Regions from separate parts of the Macaca mulatta genome. Here region 1 is linked to region 2. Evidence: chromatin contacts called from public Hi-C data. All regions are on one chromosome and are shown on one strand. Each heading gives the region's core, a stretch centred on a gene start, on an enhancer-like site or on the middle of the called end of the contact. The rest is flanking DNA. Distances are from core to core; before and after follow the strand shown. Region 1 holds the start of ATG2A (autophagy related 2A). Region 2 holds the start of MRPL49 (mitochondrial ribosomal protein L49).

Region 1 (6,406 bases), core at 248-2,747, 220 kb after region 2:
CTGCACTCCAGCCTGGGCAACAGAGCAAGACTCCGTCTCAAAATAAATACATAAATAAATGAAAATAAAATAGAAACATAGGCTGGGCGCGGTGGCTCATGCCTGTAATCCCAACACTTTGGGAGGCCAAGGCGGGCTGATCACCTAAGGTCAGGAGTTCGAGACCAGCCTGACCAACACGGTAATTAGCCGGGTGTGGTGGCTCACACCTGTAATCCCAGCTACTCCGGGAGGCCGAGGCAGGAGAATAATTTGAACCCAGGAGGCAGAGGTTGCAGTGAGCCAAGATTGTGCCACTGAACTCCAGCCTGGGTGACAGAGCAAGACTCCGTCTCAAAAAGAAAAGAAAAGAAACATAATTATCTATGGCTGTTCCTGAAGTTGCCCATGATGTAAGAGGTTTTGTGTGGCCGCCCCCTACAGAGCAATGGTTGGCAAACTTTTTCTGTGAAGGGCCAGAAAACAAATATTTTAGGCTTTGCAGGCCTCTGTCTCAAGTACTGAATTCTGCTCTTGTAGCAAGAAAGCAACCCTGGACAGAACTTGCGCAAATGAGCATGGCTGTGTGACACCAAAACATTATTTATAAACACTGGAATGTGAATTCCATATGATTTTCATATGCCATGAAATGTTCATTCTTCTTTTGATTTTTTCCCTAACCTTTTAAAAAACATAAAAACCATACTTAGCTCACAAGCTGTACAAAAACAATGCCCCCCTGCTTAAAGGAGGCAGAATCCATTCTTTGATTTTAGGACTAGAGATATGAAAAGCTATTATTATTCCAGAGAGGTGCCTAAGGCCTGATTCACGGCAGAGAGAAGGGAGGGTCAGTTAATCTCCCGCTGAGCATTCCGGGGTGAGGAGGGAAAAAAAGACCTTCCTTGGTGATGGACTCAGAACCTTTATTTTTGTTTGTTTTTGAGGCAGGGTCTCTCTTGTGTCTAAATCTCTTTTCTTACCTGTAAAGCGGTGGCAATAATCCCTACCTTGAACGATTGTTAAGAGGGCTCAATGAGATAAAGGGTGGTAAAGGATTTTGCAAAATGCAAATGTTTACCCACTTAATTGTTTCCACAGATGCGCGCTTAAGATCGCGCACTGAGTTTATTCCTCTGGGGAAGGCTTCTGCGAAGTTTGCTGGGACACTGTACCTTTAAATCCTCCCCAACCACTTAAAGTGGTTGGACGAATCAGCACATGCGCATTCCTTTGCGGGGCCGGCACCTGGAGCAACAGCCTTCCCAGAGCCTGTAGAAGGAAGGTTAAAGGTCCGCCCACACAGTACTTTACGCAAGCGTAAATCATGATTGAGGGCATTATATCATGCAGAGAGCCCAGTCCCTTTTTCGCGCCCGAAGGCTCCGCCCCGCGCAGCCAATCAGTAGGCCTCACCCTTTGCAATAGCCAATGACAGTGAGCGTAGGGGCGTGGCTGGGCGTCCGGGGGCGCGGCCTGGCGCCTAGAGAAGCGGCGGGGCGAGCCGGGGGCTCTAGTGAACAGCAGAGCCGGACGGGGATCGCCGGCGGGCGGCAAGCGGAGGCGGCCCGGCCCCGGCGGTCTCCGAGATGTCACGATGGCTGTGGCCATGGTCAAACTGTGTGAAAGAGCGGGTCTGCCGCTACTTGCTGCACCACTACTTAGGTCACTTCTTCCAAGAGCACCTCAGCCTGGACCAGCTCAGCCTCGATCTGTACAAGGGCAGCGTTGCCCTGCGAGACATCCACCTGGAAATCTGGGTGAGAAGCCAGGCCCGAGGCCAGGAAGGTGCGGAGGGCGGGAGCGCAGCGACCTGAGGCTCCCTGCGGAAAGATCGGGCCGGGGGGATCAGGCACCGGGCGTAGAGAGGCCAGGGGAATCTTGCCCTCTCCAGGCGTCAGAGGCACCCCGGCTGGCTGCTTCAGTTCCTTACCAGAGCCAGAAACTGAGCGGGAAGGGGTTTCCATCTCCACAGGAGGAGAAACTGAGGCTGGAGAGGGCAAGATCACCTGTCTGGAGAATGCAAGACAAACTCGTCGAGTTTGGGGGCTGAGTTAAGGAGGGTGGCCGAGGAGGGGCTGGGGAGGTAGCATAGGAACCGAGCTGGGCCAGGGCAGTGACAGACTTGGGCCTGTGCAGCTGGTCGGGGAAGCTGGTAGGAGTCCGGAGCCCTGGCGAGGACACCTGTGGATCATGTGCCCTGACCTCTTGACCCCACGGTCCTGGGCCCGTAGGTGGGATCAACAAACCACTGGATGTGTATGTCAACAACCGCGTCAGCACCAGTGTTGATCAACACCTTGTGTGCCTGGGTCGCTGCCTACTTCCTGTTTTTGGGAGAGTGGGATGGGCTAAGTGGGTGTCTAGGGAGGGACTGGATGGCCCCCACCCACATCTCCCACCCACCCACCGGGGTCAGTGTCCCTGCCTCGAGGGGGGCCCTCGAGGAAAGGTCGGGAGATCTGGCTTCAAGCCTGGAGGAGGCCAAGGGAGATGCCAGGGAGGCCAAGAGGTGTGAGGTCTGGGTCAGAGACTTGAGGCTGGGAATGGTAAGGAGCCCTGACTCACAGCTCAGCTGACCTGGGGAGCTTTGAAGGAGCCACCAATTAGAGGCACGTCCTGGTCAATCCACCAGGTCCAGAGCAGCAGGGGTGGGCATGGAGGCAGGGACTTCTCAGTTTTGTGGCTGGACTCAGGGGTCTGCTAATCTGGATGGAAGAGCTAGGCTTTGGGGGTAGGCCAGGCCCTGGTGAGCAAATGTGGGGTAGGATAACCCTCGGCCCTGAACTGGGGGCACCTCCCAGTGGCCTGCTGTCTGTGAATTATGGTGTAGGAAGCCCTCTCTGACCTGTAACCTTAGCCTCTAAGGCTGGCCTGAAAGACGGCCCAGACTTCTAGGCTGCCCCTTTTTTATTTTATTTTTATAGAGACAGGATTTCGCTATGTTGCCCAGGCTAGTCTTGAACTCCTGAAGCGATCCTCCCACCTCAGCCTCCCAAAGTGCTGAGATTACAGGCGTGAACCACCATACCCAGCCCTAGGCTTCCCCTTTTTACTTTCAGCTCCAGAAAACGCCCCTACTCGTGTTCCCTGCCCTCTTGCTGGGGGTCGAATTGGCTTCTCTAGGGCCCTGGTGGAATGCATGTGCTTTCTTGATAACCAGCCTCTCCTCCCAGCTCAGCCTGCAGACCCCACCTTGAAGGCCCCCAAAGAAGCTGAGTGCCTAGGACCTCTGAAGTGGCCTGAAGAGAGAGAGGCCCGGATCCCAGTCTCAGTCCCTGTTGTTTACTGGGTGACTAGATTAGTCCTGTCTCTAGGCCTCAGTTTCCCGAGCTGTGGGTCTCTGGGTGAGGAATTTGGACTCCATCTGCTCTGCCATGTGCTTTTTTATTCTTGGATCCGACCAGTTTACTGAGGCCCTTTCTGGGTGGCACCTGGGGTCACGGGGGAAGCAGGTGGGGTACAGCCTTCAAGGAGCTTCCAGGTTGGCAGGGGTACAACTCCAGCATGGACATTTTAGCCAGGGGCTCAGCCTTGTGCCTCACAGAGAGGTACAGCTACACTAGGTGTTTGGGGTTGAGGGGGGGTCCCATCTGGCATCAGGTCAACCCCTCTCTCCTGGACACTGTCCCTTTGAACTCTCCTCACCCAGGGTGAACATGGGTTTTCCAGACTCTGCCAGACATGTACCCATGTTGTCCTGTGCCTGCAACACACCACCTTCTACCAGCGCCTACCCCCCTCCCTTTATTCTTCAGCTTGCCCCTCCTCTGACAGACCAGGCTGGGTTAGGCGTCTTCCCCATGGCCCCCTCACCAACCCCCAGCACCTGCTCACCTCTCAGTTTCATCCTAGTTGCTCTGAGTCCCTGGCTGGAGCCTAGCTTGGCTGGGGAATGAAGACATTTTATTTACCCATCTAGTCTCAATGTCAGCATGTAGAAAGTACTCAGTAAATATTATCTTGAATTAAGTGGTGAGGGAAACATTTGCTCTGGCTTGAGGGATTAGGCATCTTTGGGTGATAGGGTGGGGGGGCTGGCCTGTAGCAGGGGACAGCATGAGCATAGGTAGGACCTTGTAGATAACACGTGGAGGGACGGGGCAAGCCAAGGGTGCTCTCCAAGGCACCATGGCCAGGTAAGCCTGTGCCAGCTGTGGGATTTGGGGTTTCCCTGAGCTGGTTTTGTCCCTTGCTTGCTCCCAGTCTGTGAACGAGGTGCTGGAGTCGATGGAGTCACCGCTGGAGCTGGTGGAAGGCTTCGTGGGCTCCATCGAGGTGGCCGTGCCTTGGGCTGCTCTGCTCACCGACCACTGCACAGTGCGCGTGTCCGGCCTCCAGCTCACCTTGCAGCCCCGCCGGGGTCCAGGTGAGGGCAGGGCAGGCTGGGGGCAGGCAAGTGGGGAGGGCCAGGGTGTCTAGGACCTGACTGAGCCAGCCTGCCTTGAGACCCTGTTTCTCCCTACAGTGCCAGGGGCTGCCGACTCACAGAGCTGGGCCTCATGCATGACCACAAGCCTGCAGCTGGCCCAGGAGTGTCTGCGGGACGGGCTACCAGAGCCCTCTGAGCCACCACAGCCCCTGGAGGGGCTGGAGATGTTTGCCCAGACCATTGAGACTGGTGAGCAGGCCCCTCCTGGCCGCCCTGTCCCCTGCCCCTCCATGGCACACAGGACAAGGGCTCCAGACAGCGGCATGGCCACCTGGTGCCCACATGGGAAATTTTGCCTCCCTTTTGCTGCTCCACTTGACCTGAGACCCCTCCCCGACTCCTCAGTGCTTCGGAGGATCAAAGTGACCTTCCTGGACACTGTCGTGAGGGTGGAGCACTCTCCGGGTGATGGGGAACGTGGTGTGGCCGTGGAGGTCCGTGTGCAGAGGTAAGGGCAGGGTGATCTGGGGTGGACTGGTGTGAAGAGGGGGAGTGGGAGCTGCTGAATGGTCCCCACCCACAGCCTAGGTTCCTGGGAAGAGGCAGGGTGGGTCTGGGTGGGCCTCGGTGGTGGTAGGGCTGGGGAGGTGGGCTGTATCGTGAGCCTGGACTGGTGTCCAGAGGCCGGGTGATACAGGCCCAGAGTGGCCGAGGCCCCAAGAACCAAGTTAGATGCTGAGGGTCTGAGGAGCAAGGGCTGGCCTGAGCCTCTGAGCTGGACATGGCGGTTCAGGGCGGCCTGGGTAAGATGGGGCAGTTCTGCAGGCCAGGCTCCCTGACCCCGTGCCCCTAGAACAGAGCACTGTGTGGAGAGAGGGGCTCCAGGCCTGGGGTGGCCAGGGCACGGGCTGACCCTACACTCTCCAGACTGGAGTACTGTGACGAGGCAGTGCGGGACCCGAGCCAGGCGCCGCCGGTGGACGTGCATCAGCCGCCTGCCTTCCTGCACAAGCTGCTGCAGCTGGCAGGGGTCCGCCTGCACTACGAGGAGCTCCCCGCACAGGTGAGTGGGCTCTGATTCCCACAGCCCCTGTCTCCTATCCCTTGAGCCCTCTGACCCCCCTCCCATCCTTCCTGACCATCCATCTCTGACCCCATTTTCTCAACCTTCCCCTCTTGTATCCTCCCACCTCCCAGGAAGAGCCTGCAGAGCCCCCCTTGCAGATTGGCAGCTGCTCAGGGTACATGGAGCTGATGGTGAAGTTGAAGCAAAATGAGGCCTTCCCTGGCCCCAAGGTGGGTCCCCAGGCTCCTGGGGAGGAGGGTGAGTACCCCATCTTAAGACTCCTCCTCCTCAGCAAGGCTGATTATCCACAGACCAGAGTGGGGATGTCAAGTGGGGGATTTACTTCCTTCTTGGCAGCTAAAGAAACTGAGGCTGTAGGCCAGGCACAGGGTTCACGCCTGTAATCCCAGCGCTTTGGGAGGCCGAGGTGGGTGGATCATCTGAGGTCAGGAGTTCGAGACCAGCCTGGCCAACACAGTGAAACCCCGTATCTACGAAAAATACAAAATTAGCCAGGCATGGTGGCGCATGCCTGTAATCCCAGCTACTCGGAAGGCTGAGGCAGGCGAATTGCTTGAACCCGGGAGGCAGAGGTTGCAGTGAGCCAAGATTGTGCCATTGCACTACAGCCTGGGCAACAAGAGCGAAACTCCATCTCATTAAAAAAAAAAAAAAAAGAAAAGAAACTGAGGCAGAGAGGTCAAGCTGTGGCCCGGTTCATACAGCTAGCTGGTAACAGAGTTTAGTTTGGCAGCCAGCATCCTGCTTTCCCAGGGCAAGGGCAGGCGGGTGGTAGCTCTTAGAGGAGCTGGGTGGTGGGCCTGGGCTCCATGGCTGCCCCCTTGGCCCCCAGTTGGAGGTAGCGGGACAGCTGGGCTCCCTGCACCTGCTTCTGACGCCGAGGCAGCTCCAGCACCTTCAGGAACTGCTCAGCGCTGTGAGCCTTACAGGTGAGGCCTCTGGGTGGCATGGGGCTGGGGTGGCTG
Region 2 (6,934 bases), core at 632-3,131:
TGTAGTCCCAGCTACTTGGGAGGCTGAGTCGGGAGAATGGCGTGAACCCAGGGGGCGGAGCTTGCAGTGAGCTGAGATCGCGCCACTGCACTCCAGCCTGGGAGATACAGCGAGACTCCGTCTCAAAAAAAAAAAAAAAAAAAAATTAGCCAGGTATGGTAGTGCATGCCTGTAATCCCAGCTACTTGGGAGGCTGAGGCAGGAGAATTGCTTGAACACAGGGGGCAGCGGTTGCAGTGAACTGGTATCATGCTACTGCACTGCAGCCTGGGTGACAGAGCAACAAGACTCTCTCAAAAAACAAAAATAAACAAACAAAAATTTCTGCAGGGCCATCTGTCCAACAACTGCCTGTCCAATCTTGAACTGGCACCACCCTTGTTATTCATCCTTGTAGCCAAGGATAACTATCTCAATACAATTATGTAATATTCTTTTTTCCTTTCCTTTATTTTTTTTTGGGGGGGGACGGAGTCTCACTCTGTCACCTAGGCTGGAGTGCAGTGGCGTGATCTCGGCTCACTGCAACCTCCGCCTCCCAAGTTCAAGTTAAGTCTCCTGCCTCAGCCTCCCAAGTAGCTGGGACTACAGGCACACGCCATCACACCCGGCTAATTTTTGTATTTTTTGTAGAGACGGGTTTCACCATGTTGGCCAGGCTAGTCTCAAACTCCTGACTCCAGGTGATCTATCCGCCTTGGCCTCCCAAAGTGCTGGGATTACAGGCGTGAGCCACCGTGCCTGGCCCATTTTTCCGTTAAAAACCTTTGTCTTCTTTTACCTCCCTGATAAGCACATAGTATACACCCATTTCCGAATAAATATCATTTTCTTTTAGAGTCCGTTATTTAAGTTGACATAAGATAGCACCAGTCTTTGGTTTTCCATGGTGCAGGGTACAGACGGGATGGAAAGGAGGCTCATATACTCTGAATGGTCTACCTCTCTTAGGATTTCGGTGGGATTCAAAAGAGTATGTGTAGACTTCTGAAAAGTCAATCAAGTCTTTAGAAACTTAAGGCTTAACTTTCTGCCTCGGTTTTAGGAATAGATATTATTATTACATTGGCAGCGTAACCTTGTTTGTACCTTCATGATTGCCTGGCTGGCCTTGCTCACCTAATCACATCTGTGATTGGATATAGTGGTGTTTAATCTTATGATTGCCTTAACAATTAAGGCAATCAGCCGGGCGCGGTGGCTCACGCCTGTAATCCCAGCACTTCGGGAGGCCGAGGCGGGCGGATCTCGAGGTCAGGAGATCGAGACCATCCTGGCTAACACGGTGAAACCCATCTCTACTAAAAATACAAAAAAATTAGCCTAGCGTGGTGGCGGGCGCCTGTAGTCCCAGCTACTCAGGAGGTTGAGGCAGGAGGATGGCGTGAACCCGGGAGGCGGAGCTGGCAGTAAGCCGAGATCGCGCCACTGCACTCCAGCCTGCGCAACAGAACGAGACTCTGTCTCAAAAAAAAAAAAAAGAAAAAAAGAATTAAGGCAATCATAATTCCCTACGCACACTCATGCTAGGATCCCGCCCCTTATCTGAAACGTTTTGGCTTACATAGACACTGCCAGGCACTGTGTTAAGTGCTCCCAAAGAGCACCGCAGTCTACCACTTTCTCGTTTCTGTATCTACACTCGATCGGGAGACAAGCTCTTCCGATCGAAAACGACAAAACTAAGGCCCCAAGTAGGAATGCCTTAGTTTTCGGGGTTAACAATGATTAACACTGAGCCTCACACCCACGCGATGCCCTCAGCTCCTCGCTCAGCGCTCTCACCAACAGCCGTAGCCCGCAGCCCCGCTGGACACCGGTTCTCCATCCCCGAAGCGCAGCCCGGAACATGGTAACGGCCATCTTGACCTCGTACGCCAGCCGTCTGTGCACGCAACGGTCTGGTTCCGCCCCCTCCTGCGCGCGCTGCCTGCCCCTGGCAGGCTCGCCTGTGCGAGCGTAAAGGGGCGGAGCTAGGGTCGCCTTGGGCGGTACAAATATCAGAGACCCGCGCGGTCGCTCAGTAGTGACGTGATACGCAGCTCGCGGTCAGTACAGACGCGCCCTCGCTTCTTCCTCTTTCTCGACTCCATCTTCGCGGTAGCGGCAGCTGGGACCGCGGTTCAGGTAAGAATAGGGCCTTGGCTGGATCCGAAGGGCTTGTAGCAGATTGGCTGCGGGATCAGAGGGCGCGGGGGAAACTGAAGAACCAGGCCGGCTCTGTGGCCCTGCTCCAGTCCCTATCCGAATTCTTCGGGAGGCCTGGCCTTCCCCACGTGAGCCGCCGCGACCACCTCCATCCCATCGCTATCGTTTCTGGACCACTTTCCATTCCCAAACCTCCTTTATCCCAGAGCATTTCTTCGCTTCTCTTACAAGCCGTATTTCTTTACTCAGTCGTCAACATGCAGCTTTTTGTCCGCGCCCAGGAGCTACACACCCTCGAGGTGACCGGCCAGGAAACGGTCGCCCAAATCAAGGTAAGGCTGCTTGGTGCGCCCTGGGTTCCATTTTCTTGTGCTCTTCACCCTCGCGGCCCGAGGGAACACTTACGAGCCTTATCTTTCCCTGTAGGCTCATGTAGCTTCACTGGAGGGCATTGCCCCGGAAGATCAAGTCGTGCTCCTGGCAGGCACCCCCTTGGAGGATGAGGCCACTCTGGGCCAGTGCGGGGTGGAGGCCCTGACTACCCTGGAAGTAGCAGGCCGCATGCTTGGAGGTGAGTGAGAGAAGAATGTTTTTTGAACTACTGGTAAGCGTCTAGTGGGTAGGGGGTGCATAGTCCTGGCAGCTGAGTGTCACACCTATGGTAATAGAGTACTTCTCACTGCCCTCAGTTCAGAGTGATTCTTCCTGTTTACATCCCTCATGTTGAACACAGACGTCCATGGGAGACTGAGCCAGAGTGTAGTTGTGTTTCAGTCACATCACGAGATCCGAGTCTGGTTATCAGCTTCCCCACTAAAATTAGGTCAGACCGGGGCCCCCAAAGTGCTCTAGAAAGTTAGAAGCTGGAAAATCCTGAAATGAAACTTAAGATTTCAAGGTCAGATATCTGCAGCTTTGTTCTCATTACCTGTTGGGCCCAGCTTCTCTTTAAAGGCTTGAATTGAGGAAAGAGGGGTTCTGCTGGGTGGCACCTTCTTGCTCTTACCTGCTGGTTCCTTCCTTTCCCATTACAGGTAAAGTCCATGGTTCCCTGGCCCGTGCTGGGAAAGTGAGAGGTCAGACTCCTAAGGTGAGTGAGAGTATTAGTGGTCATGGTGTTTGGACTTTGTCTTTTCCTGTCACAGCTAAATCAAGTCCCTGGGTTCTTACCCGGTTTGCCTTCTCCCTCCCTGGAGATGAGCCTGAGGGAAAGGATGCTAGGTGTGGAAGACAGAAACCAGGGCCTGATTAACCCTCCCTTCTTCAGGTGGCCAAACAGGAGAAGAAGAAGAAGAAGACCGGTCGGGCTAAGCGCCGGATGCAGTACAACCGGCGCTTTGTCAACGTTGTGCCCACCTTTGGCAAGAAGAAGGGCCCCAATGCCAATTCTTAAGTCCTTTGTAATTGCGGCTTTCTCTAATAAAAAAGCCACTTAGTTCAGTCATCGCATTGCTTCATCTTTATTTGCAAGGCCTCGGGGAGAGGTTGGTGCTGTGTCCCCTGTAAGAACAGTGAGGCAGAAAAGCCGTTGGTATAGGGGAAGAAATGGTAAACTGCAAGAGGAATTTTCTGTGAAGAAACAGTAGCCACAGATCCTGGGGCTTCAGGTGTAGAATTGGAGTTATTCCCTATCCTAAGTAACTTGATCAGTCCCCTCAAGTCATTCTTTTTCATCTTCTAAACAGAGAAGGTAGCAGGAATCATTGTGGTGAGACGTTTGTTATGGAGGCAGCAGTGGGAGGGATGGGTGGGGGAAGAGGTTTGTATAGAAGGTGAACCTGGTCATTCCCTGAACTTGATACCAACTGTGGCCTTAGAGTCCAGGGCAGGAATCTGGTCTGCCTCGGTTTTAGAAATAAATATTACGTTGGGTGCATGGTCTCGTTTGTACCTCTATGATTGCCTGGCTAGACTTGGTAACCTAATCACATCTGTGATTGGATATAGTGATGTTTTGGTGTTCCCAAAAGTTGGATTATCTCTGGGGCTGATTCAGGGTTGCCTTCTAGCAACTGAGCCTCCCAGCACTTCTGAACCCCACTTACTCATTCAGCTAAAGTTTCTGGACCTGCCAGTTCTTGGGAAATAGCATCCAACAGGGTAAAACCCTTGGGCTGTGGACTTTGAATGCCTGAGTTTGGACCTTTTTTTTCCTAATCCATTTACTGGGTGGCTGGCCTTTGAACTAACTACTAATTTAATCTCTGCCATCTCCAGAGCTGCTGTGAAGGTTAAAGGATGTAGTGTGTGAATCTTGGCTATTTTCGTCTCGTGGTGTTAAAGACATGCTTTCTGCTTTCTAGCAGTTTAGAAAGGGGGAGGATGTGGACAGATACAATAGCATCCCAGAGAGGGCCTCTTTTTTGTTTTTCTTTTTTCTTTATCTTTTATTGAGACGGAGTCTCCAACCTCCTGGGTTCGCACCATTCTTCTGCCTCAGCCCCCAGAGTAGCTGGGACTACAGGCATGTGCCACCACGCTTAGCTAATTTTTTGTATTTTTAGTAGAGATGGGTTTTCCCTATGTTGGCCGGGATGGTCTCGATCTCTTGACATTGTGATCACCCGCCTTGGCCTCCCAAAGTGCTGGGATTACAGGTGTGAGCCACAGCACCCGGCCTTTTTTCTTTTTGAGTCAAGGTCTCTCATCCAGGCTGGAGTGCAGTCGCATAGTCATGGCTCACTGCAGCCTCCAAGTCCTGGGCCCAGGTGATCCTACTCAGCCTCCCAAGTAGCTGAGGACTGCAGGCATGCACCACCACTCCTGGCTAAGTTTTTGTACTTCTTGCAGAGACGGGGTTTTGTTGCTGTGTTGCCCAGGCTGGTCTTGAACTGGGCTCAAGTGATCCGCCCACCTTGGCCTCCCAAAGTACTGAGAGTACAGGTGTCAGCCACTGTGCCCAACTGAGAGGTCGTGTTTAAATGACATGTGTGAGACCTGAGATGAATAAATCAAGTGATCAGGTAGGGGAATATTTTAAGCCAAGAGGACTGTATGAAGATGGGGAAGAGGTGATGTCTAGGGGTGGGAGCAGATCCTGCAAGGCCTTGTCAGCCATGGAGAGAAGTTTAGGTTTGAGTCCAAATGCAATGGAGGGTCGCAGAAGGGTTTTGAGTAAGAGAAGGATCTGATCTGACTTGTGATCTAATTTATCTGGCAGGTTTTTCTGGAGGGCTGGCAAGAAAGGAAAAACACAATGTGTTGTCATCCACGTGAGGGGTCAGGAAGCTTAGACCACCAGTAGTAGTAGTAGGGATGCAAAGAACACTCACAGTTTGGTTCATCACACCTCCACTCCACCATAAGACTGAGCTCTGTTAGAACAGGGACCCCCAACTCCCTTTGATGTGCATTGTGTTCTTGGCACCTAGAATGGGGCCTGCACTTAATGAGATGGATGAATAGTGGTATTTAATAAGATACTTAATGAAGAGTCAGTTTTGGAGGAAAAATAGGAGCTCAAATATTTCTTTTTTTTTTTTTTTTTTTTTTTGAGACGGAGTCTCGCTCTGTCACCCAGGCTGGAGTGCAGTGGCCGGATCTCAGCTCACTGCAAGCTCCTCCTCTCGGGTTCACGCCATTCTCCTGCCTCAGCCTCCCAAGTAGCTGGGACTACAGGCACCCGCCACTTCGCCCGGCTAGTTTTTTGTATTTTTTAGTAGAGACGGGGTTTCACCGTATTAGCCAGGATGGTCTCGATCTCCTGACCTCATGATCCGCCCATCTCAGGCTCCCAAAGTGCTGGGATTACAGGCTTGAGCCACCGCGCCCGGCCTCAAATATTTCTTAAATACTGCTTTTTGTTTTTTTGAGGTGGAGTTCCTCTCTGTGGCCCAGGCTCCCAGGCTGGAGGGCGGTGGCGCGATCTCAGCTCACTGCAACCTCCACCTCCTGGGTTCAAATGATTCTCCTGCCTCAGCCTCCGGAGTAGCTGGGACTACAGGCACCCGTCCCTCACGCCCGGCTAATTTTGTATTAGTAGAGATGGGGTTTCTCCATGTTGGTCAGGCCGTGGTCAAACTTCTGACCTCAGGTCATCTGCCCGCCTTGGCCTCCCAAAGTGCTGGGATTATCGGCGTGAGAGCCACCGCATCCGATCCCAACTGCCCTTTTATTCGTCTGTGTCCTCTAGTGCATTTTATTTGTCTGTGTACAGCGCAGGGATGCATCGCCTTTCTGAGGCTTGGCACAATTAGTGGCCCAGGGTAGGTGTTTAGTAAAGTGGATTTCTGCCACAGCGCATTATAGAGCTAAAGAGAGAGGGTTTTCTCTTTAGATGATCGGGCCACGTTTTGGTGTGACCGCTAGGGGGAGAGGTGGCACCGGCGGAGCGCTCGCCAGACCCATTTTTCCGCTCCTTGCGTCATCGCACAGGGCGGGGCTCGTACCTGACGCCCGGCGTCTGGGCCTGCTCTCACCCTACTAGGGAAAGGGGTGGGGCTCGGCTTTCCGGCGTGGGCGGAAATTGCTCAGAATCCTCGGGAGCTTTGCGAAACGACAGACCGTCGTCGACCCCGCGGTGAGCCGGAAGTAATTGAATAAGCCCCGGAAGTTTGGAACTATCGCCGGCGTGCGTTCGCAGGTAGATCGCGGTGCCGGTTGCTATGGAGCCGGTCGGGCCTTGTGGTTTCTGCCCGGCGGGGGAGGCCCAGCCCGCGCGTTACACCTGCCCTCGCTGTAATGCGCCCTATTGCTCGCTGCGCTGCTACCGGACGCATGGCACCTGCGCAGAAAACTTCTACCGTGACCAGGTGCTGGGAGAGCTCCGCGGCCGCAGCGCCTCGCC

What was found. Hi-C and Micro-C count contacts between places; a contact is called where the count stands out from the background.
Region 1: a contact with region 2 is called in a Hi-C map of liver, with 2.2 times the contacts expected there. The contact joins the promoter of ATG2A here to the promoter of MRPL49 in region 2. A contact is called at or near these places in 2 of 14 Hi-C or Micro-C datasets (fetal cortex germinal zone and liver).

Annotation. Positions count from the first base shown.
Region 1 is chr14:9,473,631-9,480,036 of T2T-MMU8v2.0, forward strand. ATG2A (autophagy related 2A) reads left to right here and starts at 1,498. Exons shown (of 41, transcript XR_013403549.1): 1 at 1,498-1,742; 2 at 4,189-4,351; 3 at 4,451-4,603; 4 at 4,760-4,862; 5 at 5,282-5,417; 6 at 5,552-5,650; 7 at 6,274-6,370.
Region 2 is chr14:9,254,998-9,261,931 of T2T-MMU8v2.0, forward strand. It overlaps MRPL49 (mitochondrial ribosomal protein L49), which reads right to left and starts at 1,882. Exons shown (of 4, transcript NM_001266995.2): 1 at 1,786-1,882. The coding sequence starts at 1,863. It overlaps FAU (FAU ubiquitin like and ribosomal protein S30 fusion), which reads left to right. Exons shown (of 6, transcript NM_001194638.2): 2 at 2,105-2,127; 3 at 2,398-2,480; 4 at 2,575-2,719; 5 at 3,183-3,238; 6 at 3,416-3,600. The coding sequence starts at 2,406. The coding sequence ends at 3,541. ZNHIT2 (zinc finger HIT-type containing 2) reads left to right here and starts at 6,753. Exons shown (of 1, transcript XM_001114311.5): 1 at 6,753-6,934. The coding sequence starts at 6,753.